3 separate regions of the Drosophila melanogaster genome follow, and regions 2 and 3 are each linked to region 1. A link is a contact called in public Hi-C data. All regions are on one chromosome and are shown on one strand. The core of a region is the stretch at or near the end of the contact, and the rest is flanking DNA. Distances in the headings are between cores, read along the strand shown.

Region 1 (3,359 bases), core at 778-3,277:
GCGAAATCTTTGATTTACGGCATTTTGGAGCCGTTTCGAAATGCGACACAACACACGCCGAGCAGCCGGAAAATTAGTACAACTTGACTAGCTGGCTGGCTGACTAGCTGGCTGGCTGGCTGGCGTTTTCCCCCGGCTTTTCCAAAAGCCCAGCGAACAGCATTTCGTATGTAGCCGGCGATTAATATCCATCGCAGTCGCAGCTGCCCAGCGCCATCAAGCAGCTCGGTTTGCCCAGGGAAGAGACGGAAAACAAGCGGAAAGTATATGGATCGAAGATATGTGGGCCAACCTGTGCGCAGCCATCTCTGATCGATTAGCCAAACTATCGTGTTCGAGGGCTTTTAGTTCCGCCCACAGAGAACGGAGCTGCTTAAATAGCCATAAATTATAATTTATGGCAGCGGTGTTGCCACCGTTTCAACCGTTTCCACCGAACATGTGCAATTAATCCGTCTCTTTAGCTGGCTTATCAATTGTCAGAGTCGGAGGAGTGGAGCACCGAACGAATCGTGGGCGTTTCCCCAGCATTGCGCCATCCCCAATGCTCCCCAACTAAGCGTTTTCAATTAATTTCGGCTCTTTCTCACACCTTCCATTTCAACCGATGAGCTCTGCCCACTGACAGTTTTATGCTTTGTTTACACTCGATAAACAGAGTGGCAAGCGACCAGCAATATGGCCATAAAACAGGTTCTTAAATGGAGGTGCGGCATCGCGGTAATGGTGTTGGCCAAGTTAGCTACCTGTCGTCTGCTGTTTCAGCCTGCGCATGCGGTTTTCCTGGTCAGGGGTAGCTCTACCTGGTTCTCGGTGGGTGGAGATTACTGGCAAGGCGGCGGTGCTGTTTCGGCGGTGCCAACAAATCAAATTGAGATGTGGCTGCAATTGGTCGGCCACTGGGAGGAACAGAGAGGTGGCTATGCTATGCAATGCAGGGAATAATGCCATTATTCAAGATCGACTGGCCGACTTTCATGTGTGAAGAGCGTGATATGACCAATAGATATAAGAAATCGAATGATCTGCCATGTTAAACCGTACTAATTTTAACTATATTGTAGTTTTAGCTCATGGAAAAGGACTTTCGTAGCTGAAAACCAGCGAATGATTATAGTTGAACAACAATAAGTTCTTTAAGTTCTCAAAGCGTATAGAAGTTGCACAAAGTGACCCAGTTTTCTCTCAGTGTGCTGATCGGGCAAACTTTTTCGGTTTCGGGCTCGCTCTCTCCTTTTTGAGAACCGGAGCCCGTTCTCTGCGTAGGAGTAGGTAATGGTAATTCGAGACCTGCCTCGATCCTTACTCGCCGTTTATGAGTTTGTTTTTCTATAGCTACTCATTCTTATGATCCCCTGAAGGTGGAGACCACACATATACCCAAGATGGCGGATGGTTTCTGGGAAACTGCTAAGCTTGCATGTGGGGATCTTCAAATCGAAGCTACCGAGTCTTGGCGCGCGAATCACTTGAACACAAAGTTCTATGGCACGGCTGATTGGTGATAATGGAGGCGGTTTGCGGATGAATCACCCGAGATCTGTGCTCCAGATCCGCGTTCTGATCACTTACACTGCATGGCGAAGGGGGAGGTGGAGGGCATGCTCTGCTGAATGATGGTATCCTCTTGGCCGAAACGTGAAGACGACGGCGCCAGACAGGACAACATTTGGAATGCTTGTTGCAACACTTGCTCTACTTTGATGCGGATAGTTTGTTTGGCTAGTTGGCTAGTTGGCTAGTGGGTTCTTCTGGGCTCGGCGTTATTTCTTTCTTATAGAGCACACACGTGTTGTGGCGGCCATTTGGGCAAGGGCCTTGGGTTTTTTATCTTTCGAACATGGGAAACACTGGGATTTTTCTTCGCGATGCGCCGCTGCGAGTGTCGCGTTTGTTTTTATTTTGTGGGCGATTTCACTGATCTGCGTTCTATATCTGCGTGATTCTACTGTGTGCTGCTCAGAGTTTTCTCTGTGGGTGAGCGACGCGTGTGCTGCCGTCGCGACGTCTACGATGCAACTGAATTCAGAGTTCTAAGTTTCGAAGCATCAAGCCAAATCCGAGAACGAAACAGAGACCGACGTCCTCTACCGAATCCGTCGGATGCGAACTGTGAGTTTCGGGCGAGGGCGATACGGCGGGGTTCTACGTTTCCACGGAGAGCGAGTGAGAGAGGGCGGCGCTGTTTGTGTGTGTGCTCCGTGCCACCACCAGCATAATATAACGGTGTAACGGTTCACCGTTCCGATGTACGAGGTGATTCGGGCGGGGGTAGTGTGGTTGGTGCTCTAATGCTCTGATGGGTGGTGTGTTGGTGGTGGTGCCAGAGAAGCGAGAGCGCTTCATTCTTAACATAACAGCTCTCTGTTATCGCATATCGTAAATGTTAAGCGCTGTTAGTGCCGCTCCTCTCGGTTATCCCGTGACGTAAGCACTACGTAAGGGTGGCCTCTTTTGTTCATCGTGCTGCTCGTAAACATATGGCCGTTATGCGGGATTTGACTATATTAACATTTGCACAAAATTTCGTTTTTATTGATAAAGCGACTTATGAGTCTTTCCATTAACTTTTCCGCCAACCGTCAAATTTATTTCGGTGTTATTTTATTAATACTCTGTGCTGCTGGGTATCAATATTAAAGTGTAGAGCTTAAGTGATTTACATATTTAATTGTTATAATTAGGAAATATTTTTAATAAACAGTTTAATACTCAACAATAAATAGGAATTATCTGAAATTCCCAGAATTGAACAGCAATAAGATAGTTTAATTATATACTTGTATTATAATTTTTTAAGTCTTTCCGGTAAATCAAGTTTATGACAAAATATTCCCCGTGTGGGAATTACACACATATGTATGCATATCGCTATGATTAATTCCCCACTCAAGAAAGCTTTCGATCGTTTTTCTTTCGGGTAAATTTGGCGGTGCGAGATAAAGGGGATTTCTTTTTTCCAGGGAATCCCTTAACCCTTTCCTGGCCACATCGCTGCGTTAACGGACAAAATCATTTGCACTTGCGATTGCAAAATTTCCTCTGCTGCGATTTCCGAGTAAGAAATACCGAAATCGTTCCGCGATTGCCACACATTAATGACATCGTTTGCTGATGGGCGAGTTCTTGAGAATGTCCATCAATGGACACGTCTACAAAATGACAGAAGAACAGAGATCCAAGAGATCCCGGACAACCGAAGAATTCTAACGAAGAGAGCAGAATGCGAGTGGCTTGATTCTTTGGCTCCATCAACAAGTTTTGGCGGCCCCTTGGGATGTTGCTTTTTTTGTACTTTATATTTTGCTGCTCAAAGAAACATATAGATTTGAAAACTAAAAGTATAAATGGATAAAAAG
Region 2 (3,679 bases), core at 984-3,483, 41 kb before region 1:
CTGGCACGCACTTGCACTTCGATTTGCTCTCCACACGCATTCGCATGCACTCAATTCACTCCGCCTTTCCAGCGCGGCAGTGCGTCTCCGCTTTTCGCCACTCACTACTCACTTCCTTCGAATTAAATGCGCTTTTGCCACAAAATAAACGGGCAAATATAATCCCAGCAAATCGCCAAACGAGCGAGCGAAACGCAAACACGCCGACGAACTCCCACTACAACTACAACAACCACAACAACCGTTCGCTGCGGCTGCGAGAGTGGGACCAGCGGCGGCTAGCGACGAAATACTTAGTCCCTTTTGGCGCGAGCGGAGACGGCAACCACGGTTCGCGGCACGGGTTGTGGTGTGCAGGGACTCCAACCCAGTAGGGGTATTCCACCGTAGGCCATTACTTTCAGCTATTTTTAAAATTTTACAATTAAATGCAGCAGAATGTTTAATCAATGTAAATATTGAATATAACTAAATATATTAATAATGTACTATTTTGTAAATATATCGTCAGCAATACTTCCATTTGGCTTCACATCCCATTTTAATATATGCATTTTTAATTTCATTTATAGTCCAGTCATAACCAAATGAAATAATATAGATGTTTCTTTTTTCATGCCATATATGCATTTATATTTCATGACAAATTAAATTAAAGCCCATTGAACAATTTATTTTAACGCAGTTCAGTTGATTCATTATGATAGAATTATACTTCGCTCAAAACTAATTAAATGAAAACCGTTTGCTTCAAATAATGACATTTAAATTCACTTAAATAAATTTCTTTAATATATCTTTAACAACATGCCATTTCCTAGCTCTCCATTTAAACTTCTTTCAAATAGCAAATATAAAATTGAATCACAACTTCTGTCTTGAATAATTTTATTTTAATTCAGTTGTTGTTTGCATGAGTTGCTCTTGAAACAATCTGTTTTCATAAATAAGTGTAAATATGTTAGTTGTAGGCCACAAGAAGACCCTTGGCCACCTCCTGGACTTTCTCCTTGCCCGCCAGCTCCTCGGCGATTTTGAGGGCGAACTCGTAGGCGGTGCCAGGACCTCGACTGGTGATCAGATTGCCATCCTTGACCACCGTCTTGTCGTCCACATAGCTTAAAGAAATAATCAAAAGAAATGGGATGAAGATCATGGGAAAATAAACTTAAGAGGTGGTATACCTATAGTTATTCACCAGCTGGGGCTTCATTGAGGGATACGAGGTGAGGGATTTCCCGGAGGCGACGCCGTGCTTGGCCAAAACGGTGGGCGCGGCACAGATGGCGGCGATGAGTCCGCCACCAGACTCCTGGCTGCGCAGCAAGTCACCGACCAGCGAGGACTCCCCCATGGCATTGGAGCCACCCAGTCCGCCGGGCAGCACCACCACATCGAACTTATCCGAGGCAACCTGGGCCAGCGAGGTGTCCGGCAGGATCTGCACATCCCGCGAGCACTTCACCGCTTCCCCGCCATTCAAACCGGCTACGGTGACCTTGATCTATCATATAGTAAGTATAAGTATAGAACAGAGTGATTTAATGGAAAGGTTGAGAGCACTTACGCCCGCCCTTCTCAGAACGTCGGCGGCTATGATGAACTCCATCTCCTCCGCTCCGGGAGCCAAAATCACCAGCGCGCTTTTCGACATCTTGGTAAACTTAGAAAAGTGCCTTGAAATTTGAGGAAATCCAAAGAAAACCATGCAGATACGATAGCTTATCGATAGCGCTGTTCTGGAACGCAGCTTTGAGTTTTCCTTATCGAGGTTTCAAAAACTGAGCGGCAAACTAAAACACTTGTATAATTTGGTTTGACTTGCAGTTAGGCGACTAATTTGATGCATTTAAAACTTCTGTTTTTCACAGGAAGTTAATATTTTCATTCTTACTCAAAACAATGTTCTGCATTATATTTTAAAATATTAAGACTTTGAAATCAGTTGATTTTATTTATATGAGAAAAGGATTGCGTCTATGCTACGTGCTACACAGAAATGGTTTGAAACCTCATTAACAATTCTAACAAGTCTTGTTCTTTAAGTTAAAACCGATAACATTTACTTGCTCTCTATATTCTGTCGTATTACATAAATTTATATAAACTGATCACTGAAATATTTTTATATTTGTTTTCAGTATAATATCGATGTTTATATACCACGGTCAAATCCTATCGATACCTGATGTGGTTGCCAGACCAAGTACAGCTGCTCCTCCCTAGATCTCTGTCTATCGATATCGGTCTATCGATATGTGAACATATCTAGCACGACGGCAGCAACAAAACCACGAATTAATTTTACTAAATTTAAGCCAAACGCGCATCGGAAATGCCTGAAAAATGCGATTGAATGCACGCGAAAAGTGATGGGTTGCGAACGCGAGTGAATCAAGTGAAAATACGTCGGCAAATATCAGCGAATTGTCGTCAAAAGGCAAGGAAAAACGGAGAAAAAGAGGAAAAGCAATAAGTGCCGTGTGTGGGAAACGCGAAAAAGGCGAGAACAAAGAGGCGAAAAGCGAGGAAATTGCGTGGAAAACGTGGAAAACGCGAAGAAGGTAATTGCGGAAAATGCCTGGTGAAAATGCAACGTTTGCAGCTGGAATTTGCGTATCTTCCAGTCCAAAAAGAAAATGCAATATCTGTTGAATGTGTGCGAGTGTGTGTGTGTGTAAGCCAGTGCGTGTGTGGCTGCGCTGGTGTGCGCCCCATGTGTGTGTTGGTGTGCATTTCCAATTGCCTGTGTGGAAAAGCAAGGAAAACTGCACGGAAAACGCACGAAAAGCAATCAAAAATGTGCGGAAAAGTGCCTGAAAACGAAATGCGAAGCACACACACAAATGCAACAGGCTGTATTTACATATTTCGCTCTCGCTCTCTCGTGGAATAAATCAGTACGGCTGCGTGCGAGTGTGTGTGTGTGGGGGAGAACGGAGGAGACAAAGAGAGCGAGCGAGAGGTTGCTACACAAATCGGATTAAATTCTTCTGTCTTCCCTCTCTTTCTGGCGGAGGGTACTGGTGTCCATGGAAAACTATCAATCTCGTAGAATTTTTAACTTTATTCCAGTGTAATTTCGAATGCCAACGACATTAGGCAAGGTCAATGTATGCACGCACTTTTCTCGGTTTTCCCGTTTCCTCTTACCATTTTCCAACTGAAACAGCGCTTAATTGGCTGCGATATTCGTGTGTCGAAAGAATTACAAATTCGAGAAATCAACAAGACATTAAACAACGAAAACTGAGAGTAGTACAATTAGAGTAACAGCAATAACAATAATAATAGTGGTAATTGCGGGAATACAAGGAAAACATGGCGAAAACGGAGCAAGATTTGAATACAGTGAAGATCTACTAAAAGAAACTGCGAGGACTATTGTAGAATTGTGATATTTACTATAAAGGAAACTTTTGAATCATTGCAATTTGAAACTATGAAAATATTCCAGTTAGAAACAAATTTAATTTTCATATTTGATGGACTTAAGCAAAAAGAATGAGTCATACACAAATATCTAATAATCACAAAATGCTACTTTGATATGTAACAATAACCCCCACATATGGATATGAAATGGAAGAGCATATTCTTCATTAACCCACATAGGCAGAAGCCACTGTAGTCATAGCAGAGATCAACTTTGTGACAGTATGCGCGGTGTTGATGCAAC
Region 3 (3,207 bases), core at 128-2,627, 62 kb before region 1:
TTCCGCCAGATTTCCACGGCATGAAGACAAATCCACTTTGTGGCCAAATCGAAAACAAAAACAATAACAATAACAAAGCCGCTCGTTGAGCAAGGCAGTAGACCAAGCACAAAAAACTCTACCAAAATGCAGAAAAAACTGTAACAAAAATTAAAACTCAGCAGCAAAAAATTTGAGTAACAAACCGAGTGCAAAACAAACGAAAACCAACAAAAAAAAAATTCGCAAAAAGCGGGAGGAAAATCCTAAAAACATAAAAAACGCGTTTGCGCATAAAAACTCTTTGGATTTGGCCAATTTTAGCCATTTGGCAGTATAGCGATCTATATGTACACTTTGCGATTTTGTTCCTGCACAGACAAAATTTTCGTAGCACTAATAAAAAGATACGTTATTTCAGATATCAGCTTACTTTTGAATTATTCTCTCAAATAACTAATAATAATAATGCGAAAATTATATTCAGAAAATTGAAGAATAAAATCAACACCAGTTTTCATTTGCTTTTAGAAATTATAAAACATTTAAATGTGCTTTAATAAATATTTTAAATAGTTACAGTGTAAATATTATTTTCTCGATGCTCCAAAAGTCACGTATTTGGTGGCGTTAAAATTTAAATACACATCTTTGCAAATCCGTAATGTTCGTCACTTTTTTTTTACTGTGTGGCATATTATTAACCGTTACTTTTTACCAAACCCGCCGAGCTTACCAATAATGCACCCACCACATTTATAGCTGTTAGTGGCTTTAATCCCTCGTTGTCGTTGTTGTTGGATTTGATTGTTAAGCTTTCTATATTTACGGGTGGTTGTTGCTGTTTTAGGCTTCAGTTTTTGTGTTCGACTGTTCAATGCAATTGTTGCTAAGCCGTTTTCTCAAATTGGAGCAATATTGGCGCGAGCTTTGAACGGATTTCGCAGACTGCGATTTGTTTATGGCTCTTTCAAAAGTATTTGTATTTGCTCGTTTCGCGGACTTACTATACTTTGTTTTGATTTGGGTTTAATTACATTGAATGGATTAAGGCACACACTTGAAAGACACACACTGGCACACGCACACAGACACACACTCTGAAAACTCTGTATTTAACTGACTTGATCGAAAGAGGTCTTTGAAATGTATCCTTGGTTTTTGGAACGGTCCTTAAATAGGTTTTCAGCTGTGTTTGCTCGCGTTTCTGTTTTGACTTGAGGCTTGAGAAATAGGGGGGAAGGGTGGGGCCACTGCAGAGTGCACTGCCTAACTGAAAAAGATACTTTCACGACCAGAAACACGTAGTGATTTTATTCAGGAAAAACTCGGAAAGTCTCTCGAGCGCCGCGCATGCGTCCGTTTGGCTACAGCGTCCACAATTAACTGAATTCCCACAGCGATCAGAAACTGATAAGTCGCCCAAGAAGCCAGGCTGAAAAGCTCCGAGAGCGGTCGCGTACGACTTGGCTCAAACACCAGGTTTAAGCCACATTCACAACAGAACACAGCCAAGTGCCAAGGCAAAAACCGAAAACACGAAAGGCGAAGCAAAAAGCGCAAGTACAAACATAAATCCGCCAGCAAACAAATCGCTCCCCAAAGTCAGACTCTCTCGATCAGTTTGTGCTCGCCAAGATTCGCACATTTGATGATGGCTTGAAGTCATGTCGCGTGGACACTTGACCAAAGCTGATTTCTAAGTCCAGAATTTTATACAGTTTAATTATATCTAGATTCTATCTATATTCTTAAGAATAAAATATGGAAATATGGAAAAAAAATAATATTCACGCATATTTTTATTTTCCTGATTTAATTAATTACTTATTAACAATTTAAATTACTTCAACATGATCGAAGCTTATTATTTTACATAAAAAGTAAAATGTAAAATGTGTCTATGATATATTAGCAAAGACATGAACCAAGGCAAAATTGATTTGGTCCCCAATATTTATTTTAACCATAACAAAAGTAATAGATGTTAAGCTATTTTGAATAAAAAAATTTTGTATAGCAGGCCAAGGTGCAAGGTCTAAGCGTGAACTTTAAAGCGTGATATTGTCAGCATGTAGAAACGTTTAGATGGAAATTGATAACAAAAATAAATAGAATACAAGTCCCCCCCATCAGCCACTGATAGTTGAACTAGATTTGGCATTTGTTTTACTAAATATGAAATGTTTATTTAATATCCCATATTAATTTACAATAATATTTACATGTTAAGCCATACAAAATGCGATATTTCCAAGTAAACCACAACATATTTGCTAACAATCGGGAATTGCGGGTGGCTAGCTACGCAGATTGATTTGATTAGACTACAAAGCTGGTTATGCGGAGGCTTATCACAAAAGAAAAAGGAATATTCTGTACAGGCGGGTCTGGGTTATAAATATCTAATATATCTGGATCGTTCGATCTAACGGCTGATCTGATCCGCTGATCAATTAAAACATCCAATTGTCGAATTTCCCGCGACGAGTTTGCTTGCTGTTATGAAAAAGAAATTTTATCAAAAAGGTTAGTTTATTATCCGGGCTTAGATATGTGGATTCTCTACATCGCTAACTATCTATATCAGTCATTTAGAAAAAAATAAAAGCAGAATCACATCGAAATAAGAAAATGAAAAACATTCAGAAAACATTGAAGTATTTATTTGCATTATTTATTGGTATTGCTTAAGTTTTAGGCATCATCATCGACTCCATCGAACTTTGTATGTTTCTCTCTCGTTAGGTATATAGTTTATAGTACAGTTTACTCATAACTTTAATACATCTTTAAAAAATAATCATAAATCGAATAAACAAAACAAATCGCAATCGAAAGCAGCTAAAAGAAATCACACCCTTTTGCTCTTCGGAATGTACGAGTGTATAAAAAATACTTATCGAAATTATCAGATATACAGGGGAATACAAAGTATTGTAGCGAAAAACGAAACGGTTTTGGCATGCAAAAACGATTGATCGCTAGTGGTTTTGGATAGATCATTCTGGTATATAAGTACAGAACACAGAGTACAGATATTTGGGATTGTCTTGGGTTCGGTCTCTACTCTACTACGTTCTACGCTTTTAGGCCTGGGTATATTGTAGAGTTCAGCAGACGCTAAAAATCAAGTATTCAAAAGCTAGCTAAAAGGCGATTCAACTAGGCTCAAACTTGCGTCACGCACTGCGCGTATTTGTCCAGTTCGCTCCTCAAAATCTTGAC

The links. Hi-C and Micro-C count contacts between places; a contact is called where the count stands out from the background.
Region 2: a contact with region 1 is called in a Hi-C map of the Kc167 cell line, with 4 times the contacts expected there. A contact is called at or near these places in 10 of 107 Hi-C or Micro-C datasets (the Clone 8 cell line, the Kc167 cell line, the OSC cell line and 2 more).
Region 3: a Hi-C map of the Kc167 cell line shows a contact between it and region 1, with 4 times the contacts expected there. A contact is called at or near these places in 6 of 107 Hi-C or Micro-C datasets (the Clone 8 cell line, the Kc167 cell line, the S2 cell line and 1 more).

Annotation. Positions count from the first base shown.
Region 1 is chr3R:30,764,594-30,767,952 of dm6, reverse strand. It overlaps zfh1 (Zn finger homeodomain 1), which reads right to left and starts at 2,027. Exons shown (of 5, transcript NM_170522.4): 1 at 1,573-2,027. The coding sequence starts at 1,669.
Region 2 is chr3R:30,805,173-30,808,851 of dm6, reverse strand. It overlaps wts (warts), which reads left to right and starts at 2,233. Exons shown (of 8, transcript NM_170524.2): 1 at 2,233-2,564. It overlaps dj-1beta, which reads right to left and starts at 1,735. Exons shown (of 3, transcript NM_143568.3): 1 at 1,568-1,735; 2 at 1,185-1,504; 3 at 874-1,118. The coding sequence starts at 1,654. The coding sequence ends at 962. It overlaps cindr (CIN85 and CD2AP related), which reads right to left and starts at 235. Exons shown (of 7, transcript NM_001276200.1): 1 at 1-235.
Region 3 is chr3R:30,825,989-30,829,195 of dm6, reverse strand. It overlaps CG15544, which reads right to left and starts at 1,377. Exons shown (of 4, transcript NM_143571.4): 1 at 731-1,377. It overlaps cindr (CIN85 and CD2AP related), which reads right to left. Exons shown (of 7, transcript NM_001276200.1): 7 at 2,191-3,207. The coding sequence ends at 3,151.